2 separate regions of the Pan troglodytes genome follow, and region 2 is linked to region 1. The links are chromatin contacts, called in public HiChIP or PLAC-seq maps. All regions are on one chromosome and are shown on one strand. Each heading gives the region's core, a stretch centred on a gene start, on an enhancer-like site or on the middle of the called end of the contact. The rest is flanking DNA. Distances are from core to core; before and after follow the strand shown. Region 1 holds the start of SHANK1 (SH3 and multiple ankyrin repeat domains 1). Region 2 holds the start of CTU1 (cytosolic thiouridylase subunit 1).

What was found. HiChIP or PLAC-seq counts read pairs in DNA pulled down with a chosen protein or histone mark.
Region 2: an H3K4me3 HiChIP or PLAC-seq map of stem cell-derived excitatory neurons shows a contact between it and region 1, with 2.8 times the contacts expected there. The contact joins the promoter of CTU1 here to the promoter of SHANK1 in region 1.

What each region holds. Positions count from the first base shown.
Region 1 is chr20:53,606,380-53,611,620 of NHGRI_mPanTro3-v2.0_pri, reverse strand. SHANK1 (SH3 and multiple ankyrin repeat domains 1) reads left to right here and starts at 3,062. Exons shown (of 24, transcript XM_024351604.3): 1 at 3,062-3,481. CLEC11A (C-type lectin domain containing 11A) reads right to left here and starts at 4,184. Exons shown (of 5, transcript XM_054672655.1): 1 at 3,838-4,184; 2 at 953-1,091. The coding sequence starts at 4,169.
Region 2 is chr20:53,993,059-53,998,797 of NHGRI_mPanTro3-v2.0_pri, reverse strand. It overlaps CTU1 (cytosolic thiouridylase subunit 1), which reads left to right and starts at 2,791. Exons shown (of 3, transcript XM_001174153.7): 1 at 2,791-2,903.

The DNA of each region.
Region 1 (5,241 bases), core at 1,813-4,312:
GCCCTCGTCTGGAGATCCAAGTGAGTGTGTGTGGGGGCAGGGTGACACATGTGAAGAGCACGCGTGTGACTGTGTGCATGACCCTGGAAGACAGGGCTCGGGGATTAATTGGCCACTTTACTAGAAGCCTCCTGCAGGCCAGGCTCTGGGCTGGGTGATGCTGGGGACTCCAGCTGCTTGCAGACCAGCAGCCAGATAGCTCTGGGGATGAGGGGGCTGGAGATGGGAGAGGGTGAGGAGTCTGGCGGAGCAGTCAGGGAAGGTTTCTCCAGGAGGTGAAATCGACAGACGCTAGGTTGTGTGCTCAAGGAGCTCTGAGCATTCAGCAAGCCACCTCATTTCAGCCTGGACCACTGCAGTCTCGCCCTCCCCCTCCTTCCTCCTGAGCCCCTCCAATCCCGGCTGCTTGCCGCAGCCAAAGCAATCCTTCCAAACCATAAATCAGATCACATCACTCCCCACTCCCCTGCTCCCCCACCTTCCCATCATAAGCAGGAGGGAAGCCAAGCCCGGGCCTCAGTCCTCAGCGCAGCCTACCATGCTGGGGGCTGGGAAGGAAGAACCCTTTGCACCTCTGCAGCCTCATCACCCCCACTCCCTTCACCCACCCCCAGCCTCCACCTTCCCTGGCCTCTTGGCTCATCCCCAAATACTAAGCTGATTACAACCTCAGAGCATTTGCACTAGCCCTTTCCTCCTTCTAGAAGCCTCTTTCCCCAGCTCCTTCTCATCATCGAGGTCTCAGCTCCAGGAGGTCTTCCCCAACCACCTTATCTATTCCGCAAGTTACTTTATTAAAATGCCCCATTTCATCTTTTTGGTATAATCAAGACTGGCATGATCTTGTTTGTTTGTTTATGTCTGTTCCCTGCCAATGAAAGCAGGGATTTTTATGCACTGATGCATCTCCTAGCACAAGGCCTACCTAGCACATAGTAGGTGTTCAACCAACCTGTTGAGTGGGCGAGAGGGTAGCCGTTCCTGGTGGGGTCAAAGGCCTGGAAGCTTCACCTCTTTGGTTTGCTGGCACCCAAGTTCCCAGGGTGGTGGTGGCAGGGTAGGTAGAGGTGGTGAGGGCAGTGGGAGAGAGGCTTGGAGGCAAGGAAGAACAATGCCATGCCATGCCCCTCTATGTCAGGCCCATGAGTCACGCAGGGCTTTTCCCGCCCAGGCCTGGCTGGTGGTGCCAACAAGCATGGGGCACACCAGCCAAGGATCACTGGGCCTGCTCTTCAAAGGAGGAGACCGAGGCTCTGAAACAGCATAGCCTGCTGGAGGTCACCAGTGTGGCGGCAGCTAGCCAAGGTTTCTGGCTCCAAGAGCAGGGCATCTGCCCTCGGCTGCCGGGAGCCCCAGGAGGGGCCTTGGAAATCAGTGCCTCCAGCCTTCCGTTTTCCAAGAAATCCTGGTACATCGAGGGCACTGTGACCTTGGGCAGACTGCTCCCTGCCTCAGAGCCTGGGCCTCTCAGGTGCCCATCGGGAACCTGGGGCCCCTCACCAGGAGCTACAGACCTCAAGAAATAATGCATATGTGGGGAAAGGCCTTGTAAAGTGTGCAGGGGTGCACAGCCTCTCTGGCTGCTGGAGCCAACATGGGCAGCCGTGCTTTCCCCGGGCCCAGCTGCTCACCACCTGGGCTAGTGGGTACACATCAAGATAGAGGCCTCCCCAGGCTGAGCAGGCACCTCCTCCAGCTCATACTCGGGTACCCCGGAGAGCCTGCAGCTGGAGGGGAACCCAGAAGCTGCCTAGAACTGCCCCCTGCAGGCCCTGGAGGTGCTGTTGGAGCTGGGAGAATGAGGAAGCCTGGGCTAAGGGGACACTCATCACTCACTGCTGCCCTGTGGGATCTGCTCTGTCCCTGTGGGTGCGTCCCAGGCATGAATGAGCTGTCTGCCTGCAGCTGGCTGCATATGCGTGCCTACACAGACATGTGCAAACTCTGAGGAGACGGTTGGGTGTGTCTGTGTGTGACGAATAAGGATATGCAACTATGAGGGGATATGCCCAGTAGTGAACAACAGTGGTCAAGTGAGGACTTTGGAGCCAGCCTACCTGTTCCTGATCCTTGTTACCACCTCCTTACAGCTGGATGACCTTGGGCAAGTTACTTAGCCTCTCTGTTCCTTGGTTTCCCCCTCTGGAAAATGGGGATGGTGAAAGTCCCTGCGCCTGGCACACAGAAAGTGCTCCAGGAATGTCAGCAGTAACTATCCTGGAGGGGAAGGATGGCACGGTGTTGGGCATGTAAATGGGTGAGTGCGAGCCAGTGCAATGGACAGCACGGTGGGTGGGTGTGATGGGAAGGCGTGCACACGTCTCTACAGTGCTGTAACTCCGTTTTGGTGTTGAGAGATCTGGGCATGCATACCGGGGTGAACGCCTGTGTGCGTGTGTGCGCGCGCACGTGCGTGTGTGGTGGGCAAATGTGTGCATGTGCTGCGTGTGTGCCCGGGCACAGGGGTGTGACAACTGCATGTAGCTGGGTGTGTTTGTAGCTGTGTACCCCAGGTGCATTGTGTCTGGGCATGCATGCGCTGGAGAGGGTGTGTATGTGGGGACTCTGCAGGTGCCGTTACAGCTGGTGACTATGCACCTGTGCCTTGGGGAAATGTGGCCTGGCCCAGGTATGTCCACGTGTGCCCTGACCCAGTGCTTAAATGGAAAGGGTGTGTGTGTGTTTGGGGGGACAGGGTGGGAATCTATAGCCTTCACACTTAAATTTGGGGGTGTAGAGTCTGGCAACAAATATTTATTGTGCCCCACTCTGTGTAGGGCGGCGGGGAGCTCTCTGGGAGGGGGTGATCCTGAGGTGTGTGTGGGGGGCACCCTTATGGGGGCAGGACCCCTTCGTCGGGGTATGGGAGCAAGCAGGGGCGGAGTCAGGATTTGGGGACTCGGAGGTGGTGAGGAGTGGTGGGGGAGGGCAAGGGTAGGGGGCGGAGCCGGCGGCGGTGGGGGATGGGCGAGGTTTGGGGGCGCGGGGAGGGGCGATGTCTCCTCCGCCGGCTCCTGGAGGGAGGGGAGAGGGCGGAGGGAGGGGAGGGAGGGAGAGAGGGAGGGAGAGAGACAGGGTGAGGGAGAGACAGCGAGAGCGAGAGAGCGAGAAGGGTGGCAGAGGAGGCGCGGAGCGGGCGGCGGCGGCGGCGGCCCGAGGAAGAGGAGGAGGAAGAGCAGGCGGAGACGCGGCGCCCGGAGCCGGCCGGACCGAGCCGGGGGCGGGCGAGGAGGGGCGCGGCGGCCGCGGCGGAAGGGGGGGCGCTCTGCGGATGGCCAGGCCCGGCCCGCGGGGGGGGTGAGGTCCTCGGCCCTCCCGCCCTCCCCCCCGGTCCCCGCCCGCCCCCTCCCCGGGCCCGCTCGCCCTCCGGGGCGGTGGGGCATGGCCTGAGGGTCCCCCGTCTCCGGGGGGGTGGGGGGTGGGGGGAGGGGGGAGGGGCCGCGGGCGCCGCCGACCGGGACTCAGCAGCCCCGCCAGGCAGGTAAGGGGGTCGAGAACCTGGGGGGTTGGGGCAGCTGCGGGGCCGGGGCCGCGGGAAGGGGCGAGGGCGCCCCGGATGTCCTTGGCCCGGCGCCGGGCTCCTGGCCTGGGTGTGCGGCTGGGGGTACGGGTGAGGTGGGGAGCGTTGCCCTGGGCGACACCAAATTGGGTTACGCCCGGGTCCCCGGTGCCCCGTCCCAGATCGCATCCTTGATGGGAGGGCGCGCCCCCCACCCCCCGCCAGCAGAGCCCCTATCCCGAACCCGCCTCCCGGCTCTCCGGGGCCAAGGGCTCGGTCCTGGTACCCGCCTCCCCGCCCAGCCCGGCCACTCCCCCGCCTCGCCCTCCCTGGCGTACCTGGGCCCCTCCGCCAGGTCACCCTGGTCCCCACTCCCCTCCAGCGAGGGTCTAGGCCCGGGCCTCCTCCGCCCCTTTCGACCCCTCCAGCTCCCGCTTCTCCTTCCAGGCTCCTCCAGTCCCTTTCCACCCCTGCCCAAGCTCCCTGCGTCCCCACCAGGTCTCCAGTCCCTACACCGCCGGCCGGCGCGCCCCCTCGGCTCCCGCCCCCGACTCCTGCTCCCCGGTGCCCCCCGCCCCTCTCCCCGGCCGGGTTCTCCCCCACCAGTTTCCCAGCCTCGGCTCCGGCTCTCTCTCCCCGCCCCTCCCCGCCTCCCTCCGCCTCCATTCATTCTCCCTGGCCCCGCTCTCGGCCACGCCAGCCGCCCCCTGTCCCCCCACAGCCTCCCAGGGCACCCCCTCTCTCGCGTCCTCCACCACCCCCCTCGCCGATTCCTCAGCCCGTCTCGGTACCAGCTGCGTGCCAGCTATTCTTAGCCGCGGAGCGTTTGATTCATGCCGCCCCGGCGGAGCGTGCCCGCTCCCTCCCGCGAGCCCTGAGGGGGAGGGGCCGGAGCCGGCCCGGGGGGGCTGGGGCAGCCGTACGCGCGGGGGGCCCTAGCCAGCTTTTCTTTCATCCCACCGGCCACCCCCTCCGAGCGGGGTTGAGGCTGGGGGTCAGCCAGGGTCAGCCGAGGGGGAGTGTCTGCGGGCCCCAGATCGCGAGGTGGGCTGTGCGGCGGGGCAGGGAGGAGGCGGCCGGGGTCTCCGCAGGGACGAGGTGGGGCGGCGTGGCTGGGTACCTGGAGGGGGAGGGGGCTTCGCAGCGCTGCCGCGCGTGGGGGAGGGGTCCGCCGGCCCTGGGTTAGAGGCTCGCTCGCCCACACCTCCTGGAACTCTCCTCCCACCACACACATTTAGTCTTCCCTTTCCCAACCCCCCAGCCCATCCCCACTCCCCCAAAGTCAGCAGTACCCTCCACTGCTTCCCATCTCCATGGCAACGGTGCAGGAACCGGGCCTGGTGTGGGGGGGAGGGACCAGACCAGACATTCTGGTTTCCGGTGCTGGGGTGGGAGTTGGGGGAGAACAGAAGGGAGGTGGACCCCATTTGGAAGGGGCTCCACCCTCATAAGGCCATCTCAAGGGAGAACAGCAAGGATCTAGAGATGATCCCCCACCTCAGTTCCCCAGACCCTCCTCTCACTTCTTGGCCTCCCTCCTAACACCCCCAGTCCTCAGAGTGGAGCCCCTAGTACCCAGCAAGCCAGCCCACCCACCCTGCAGTCCTAGAAAAGAGCTACAGGTCATCTGCAGCCACCCACATCTACCCGGGCCACCACACCACTGTCACCTAGACAGCACTCCCCAGGCCGACCTCCCCACCTACCCGCACACCCTCTCAAGATGCCCCAGTCTCCAAAAG
Region 2 (5,739 bases), core at 1,542-4,041, 390 kb before region 1:
ACAGGGAGACTTCACTGTAGAGTCTATGCACTGTTTCCATTTTATAGCATTTAAGTGCATAACCTGATTAGATAACATAAATTGCATTCAAACAAAAGGCACCCTGTGCTTTCTTGCCACAAGATCTTTCTTTGCTCAGGCGATTTCTTCTGTATTAAAAGGCCATTTCGACCCTCAAATTCTCAACCTCCTTTGCCACACTTCACACCTCTTCCAGGAGCAAGCACAGCTTGGAGACTAAGGAGACAGGCTTTGAGCAAGGAGCTACAAACCAGAGCCCACCAGCCAAATCGGGCCTGCTGCCTGTTTTTACATGGCCCACAAGCTACAAATGATTTTACATCTTTAAATGGTGTAAAATCTTCAAAATTCTTCAAAAGAAGAATATTTCCTGACACATGAAAATTACATGAAATTCAAATGTCAGTGTCCGTCAATAAAGTTTTATTGGCATACAGCCACCCTCACTTGCTTATTTTATATCAATGGCTGCTTTCAACATACAACAGCAGAGTTGCCACAAAGACCCTGTGGCCCACAAAGCCTAAAATATTGGCTACCTGGCCCTTTACAGGAAAGGTTTGCAACCCCTGCTGTAGAGTCAGGCAGTCCAGGGAAGTGACATCACTGAGCTTCAAGATCCTCACCTAAGTAGAATTACAAGGCTGGGCATGCTGACTCACACCTGTAATCCCAGCACTTTGGGATCACTTGAGGTCAGGAGTTTGAGACCAGCCTGGCCAATATGGTGAAACACCGTCTCTACTGAAAATACTAACATTAGCCAGGTGTGGTAGCGCACCTGTAATTCCAGCTACCCAGCAGGCTGAAGCAGGAGAATCACTTGAATCCAGAAGGTGGAGGTTGCAGTGAGCCGAGATTGCGCCACTGCACTCCAGCCTGGGTGACATAGTGAGACTCCATCTCAAAAAAAAAAAAAAAAAAAAAAGAAGAAGAAGAATTACAATTGTACCCAACTCATATGTAACATATAATCTTAATGTTATGAGAATTGAGATGAGAATAATAACCACTTGTTGAGCACATACTATGTGCCAGAAGCTGTTCTAAATTCTTGAGAGGTGTTGTTAATTCAATTTGACTTCGCATAAATCCTATGAGGCAGGCTATTATTGCCCCCCTTTCACAGATGAACAAACTGAGATGATGCATGGCACATAGCAGCCTTTGTTGAAATTTTTTTTTTTTCTGACACCCTGGCTGGCAGTGATTGAAATTGAGCTTTCAAGGCTCTTAACACTTCCATCTCAAGCTTTATCACTCCATATTGACTAAGTCCCTGTCTCCCCCACCAGGAGGACGGGGTGGTGGTGTAAGGGATGGGGGATGCTCAGAGGACAGTAACCAAGTCTGATTCATTTGTGTCACCTAAACCTAGCCCAGGGGCAGCCTGACACAAGGAGACCTCAGGAAATAAATTCAAGAAATTAACCAACGCACACAGATGAACAGAACTGGCCCATGATAAGGCTTAACAGTGACCTCACGGAGCTCATTTAATATGAAAGGAAGGCATCATGGTTTCCTGTTATGGGGGAAAAAATGGGCTACAGGGTGCATGGGGTTCCTTCTCACGTCATCACCGGCCGTAGACCTACACATCCTGGGGCTCTCTGCACATCTCCGCATCTCAGTCTAAGGCTCTGGTGGTCCCTTAATCTAGAGGATTTTTTTTTTTTTTTTTGAGACAGAGTCTCACTCGGTGGCCAGGCTGGAGTGCAGTGGCGCGATCTCGGCTCACTGCAACCTCTGCCTTCTGGGTTCAAGCCATTCTCCTGCCTCAGCCTCCCGAGTAGCTGGGGCTGCAGGCGCGCACCACTACGCCCAGCTGATTTTTGTATTTTTAGTAGAGATGAGGTTTCACCATGTTGGCCAGGATGGTCTCCATCTTTTGACCTCGTGATCCACCCGCCTCGGCCTCCCAAAGTGCTGGGATTACAGGTGTAAGCCACCGCGCCATCTAGAGGAATTTTGAGCCTCAGTTTTTTCGAGGACCTAGGTTTGGGGACGCGGATCTCAAGGGTCTCAGATATCTGAGTCCTTAGACTCCTTGTGCCCCGGTATTTGAGTCACCGGGGTCTTCAAGACCCTTGGGCCTTGTGGGGAGGGTGGAGGCCTCCAGATCCCTGTGTCTAGGGTGCAGACGGTTGTCTCCAGGTCTACTAGTTCTCTCAGGTGCTTTAGTGCCAGGGGTCTGCGTTTTTAACCCCCTTAGTCTCAAGGGTCTGAGTCTCTGAGCCTCTGGGCTCCTGGGTTAGGTGAGAAGGGTCTTTGGATCCTTCTGTTTAGAGTCTGGGTCTCCAGCACGCGCATCACGACAGCCCCCGCGTGCGCGCGGAGTTCCACTCCAATCCTCGAAGTCTGCTCTGCGCATGCGCTATCTGCGCCTTTTACACTAGCGACCAACCCCTGCAGTTCCACCTTCAATTCCCACCCGCAACCCCGCCTCAAAGGGCAGAAATCATAGGCCCTGTAATCCCCTTAAAATCCTATAATAATCCCACAAAATCAGTTAATCAGAATACAACTACTTCGCCCATCCAGCAACCTGCCGGGTGACAGCGCGCTGCCATGACAACAACAGTACACGCAGCTCCGCCGCTCCCTGCGGCCGCGCGCAGGCGCAGAAAGTAAACGCGGGGGGAGGGGGAGCAGTGTATTTTGGGAGCGGCAGAAAGAGCAATGCAAGTGTTTCTGGGAGTTGTAGGCCAAGCGGGACCCCGGAGTCGCGGGCGCATCCAGCGGAAGTGTCGCATGGGCTTCTGGGAGTTCTAGGCAAGAAAGCCCCAAGACCTTGTAGGAGTGGTAGTCTCGGAGTCACTTCCGTGCCAGGCTTCCGCGTGGTGGGCAGTGTGGGCATCCCAGCACTGAGTTCTGCCCGGGTGAGTATTTCCTCCTGCGGTGGGTCGGCATGTGGACTCCGGCTCTTTGTTGCGGTGCCGTGGGAGGGTTGAGGGTCTCTTCGAGCGTAAGGCCTCTGTGATTTCCCAGCGCCCGTGTCCCTGAGGCCTTGTAGCCAGGATTCCCACTTTGAACGCTGCGGTCCGGCCTGTCTCTTACCGGGCCACTCCCTTCCCCAAGACAGGATAAGACCATCTGCTTGCCCCCGCCCCTATGTTACTATCTGCCTGTCCCCGCCCCCATGCCACACATTATCTGTCCTTTTGACAAGGCTGCAATCCAGAGGCATCCCTGGGGTCCGCGGCCTCTCTTCTGGGAGCATTTATTATTCCCTCATCCTACAGATACTTACTGAGCACCGACTCTGCGCAAGGCGGCGGGAGCGAGGGCACCAGACCAACCCTGTCCCTGCCTTGAAGCAGAGAGACAGACCTGTCACCAGTGACAGCTAGTCAGGATCAGGGCAGCTCTGAGGGCCCTGGTGGAGGCGCTCGACTCAGTGACGAGGGTCCATAAAGTCTTTGAGGGAAGACGCTTAACATGCATGTCAAACCTGACGTGGCCAAATGGAATTCCTGGTCTTCTCCCCTCACGAAATGGCCTCACCGTCCCTCCAATGCTCAGGCCAGAACCTCAAAGTTACCCTTCATCACTTTCTCTCGTCGTTGCCCCAGTCCCTACTCCAATCAGTCTTATACAAGTCCTGTGGGCTCCACCTTCAAAATAGATCCAAAATTTCACTTCTTCCCACCTCTACTGCCACCACTCCTGTCTAGTGTGCTGACCTCCAGCCTTCTGTCCTTGTCCCTGACAACCAACAGTCCTCCCCACACAGCAGCCAAACGAATCCCACTTTTTTTATTTGAGACAAGGTCTCACTCTATCACCCACGCTGGAGTGCACTGGTGCGATCATGGCTCACTGCAGCCTTGACCTCCTGGGCTCAAGTGATCCTCCTGCCTTGGCTTCCTGAGTAGCTGGTACTACAGGCCTGTGCCACCAGGTGCAGCTAATTTATTTATTTATTTTTTTAGAGATGGGGTCTCGCTATGTTGACCAGTCTAGGAATCCTTTTAAAACCTGCCAGATCATACCACTTTCCTGTTCAAAAACCTCGCAAGGCTCCCATCTCCTCCTGAATAAACCTAAAGTTCCACATCATGGCCTATGAGGCTCTGCTAACTTGTGCAGCCTTGTCCCCTGCGAGCGCCTCCCTTCCTCAGGACGTGGACCCCCCAGGACTGGGTGACTGTAGATTTAGGGGGTGAGGAGAGATGAGTCCAGGGTGACATTATGTCCTGTCCTGCAGATGGGCTGGATGAAAGGTGGTGGCTGCTCTCAGAAGAGAGGGAACAGATGGGCAAGAACAGGTTTCTGCCTTTCGAGGAAGAAATAGGTTGTCTGGGCACTTAGGGTCTGAACATCTGAAAGGTGCCCCAGCCATGTGGAGGACCAGCCAGGAGGGACATCTGAATATCATGATTCAGAGGCGCTCATAAGAATGGAAAGAGGCTGGGCACAGTGGCTTACGCCGGTAATCCCAGCACTTTGGGAGGCCGAGGCAGGCGGATCACTTGAGGTCAGGAGTTCAAGACCAGCCTGGCCAACATGGTGAAACCCCATCTCTACTAAAAATACAAAAAAAAAAAAAAAAACAAAATTAGCCAGGCATGGTGGTACACGCCTGTAGTCCCAGTTACTCGGGTGGCTGAGGCAGGAGAAACGCTTGACCCTGGGAGGCAGAGGTTACAGTGAGCCAAGATTGTGCCACTGCACTCCAGCCTGGGTAACAGAGCCAGACTCCATCTCAAAAAATAAAATTAAATTAAATTAAAAATCTTTAAAAAATGGAAAGAGATGGGTGCTAGGCAGGACCTGAGGACATGAAGAGGCCTCCCCAAAAGAGAATTGAGCAGGAAATCCAGGAGCACAGAAGGAGTGAGTCAAAAGTCGGGGGAAGAAAGATTCCAAGAGTTGCTGCTCAGCTGTGACAGATGTTCCTGATGGTCACTGCAGATGAGTCCTAAGGGCTGCTTCTTGGGCTCAGTGGCAGGAAGAGTACTCAGGGCAGAGGGGAGAGCCAGTGCAAACATCTGGAGCAGGAGTATTCCTCAGGTGTCAGAGTAAACGACATCAAGGCTGAAGGAGAGGAGGTTGGAGAAACAAGGAGCCACACATGTAGGGCCTCATCGGCCATTAGCAGTTATTATACTAAAGTGAGATGGGATCCAGGGGAGGATGCTGAGAAGATTCAGGGCACGATCCCACTGGCTGTTATGTGAAGGAGTGTTTGTAGAGGCAAGGCGGGAGCAGGAGACCTGTGGGGAGCCCCATGCAGCCGTCCAGGAGAGAGACAGACCAGACTAGGGTGCTGCCGTGGAGACGGTCCTAAGTGTTTGGCTGTTTTGAAACTACATTCAAACAGGATTTGCTAAATTTCATTTAGGTACCTGGAGTTTGAAAAGGTCCGGACTTGGCATTGCAGTTTGGTGCCACCCACTGGGAGCGTGACAAGTGCAGTGAGAGAAAGAGCAGTCCAGGGTCCTGGACCCCAAAGCTCCTGGCCTGAGCAGCTAGAAGGATGGAGCTGCCCTGTACTCCAGGAGAAGCACGTTGGGTTAGAAGAATCAGGAATTTGGGTTTTGAGATGCCTATTAGACATCTGAGTGGCACTGGTCTCTGCCCTCATAGAAGTTAGAGATGGTAAATATATAGTCACATAAAATAATTCCACACATTGTGGTAAATCCTAGAAGCAGCGTGACCTGCTCTGAATGGCAAGGAGGTGACTGCAGTAGTCCAGGCTGGAGGTGATGG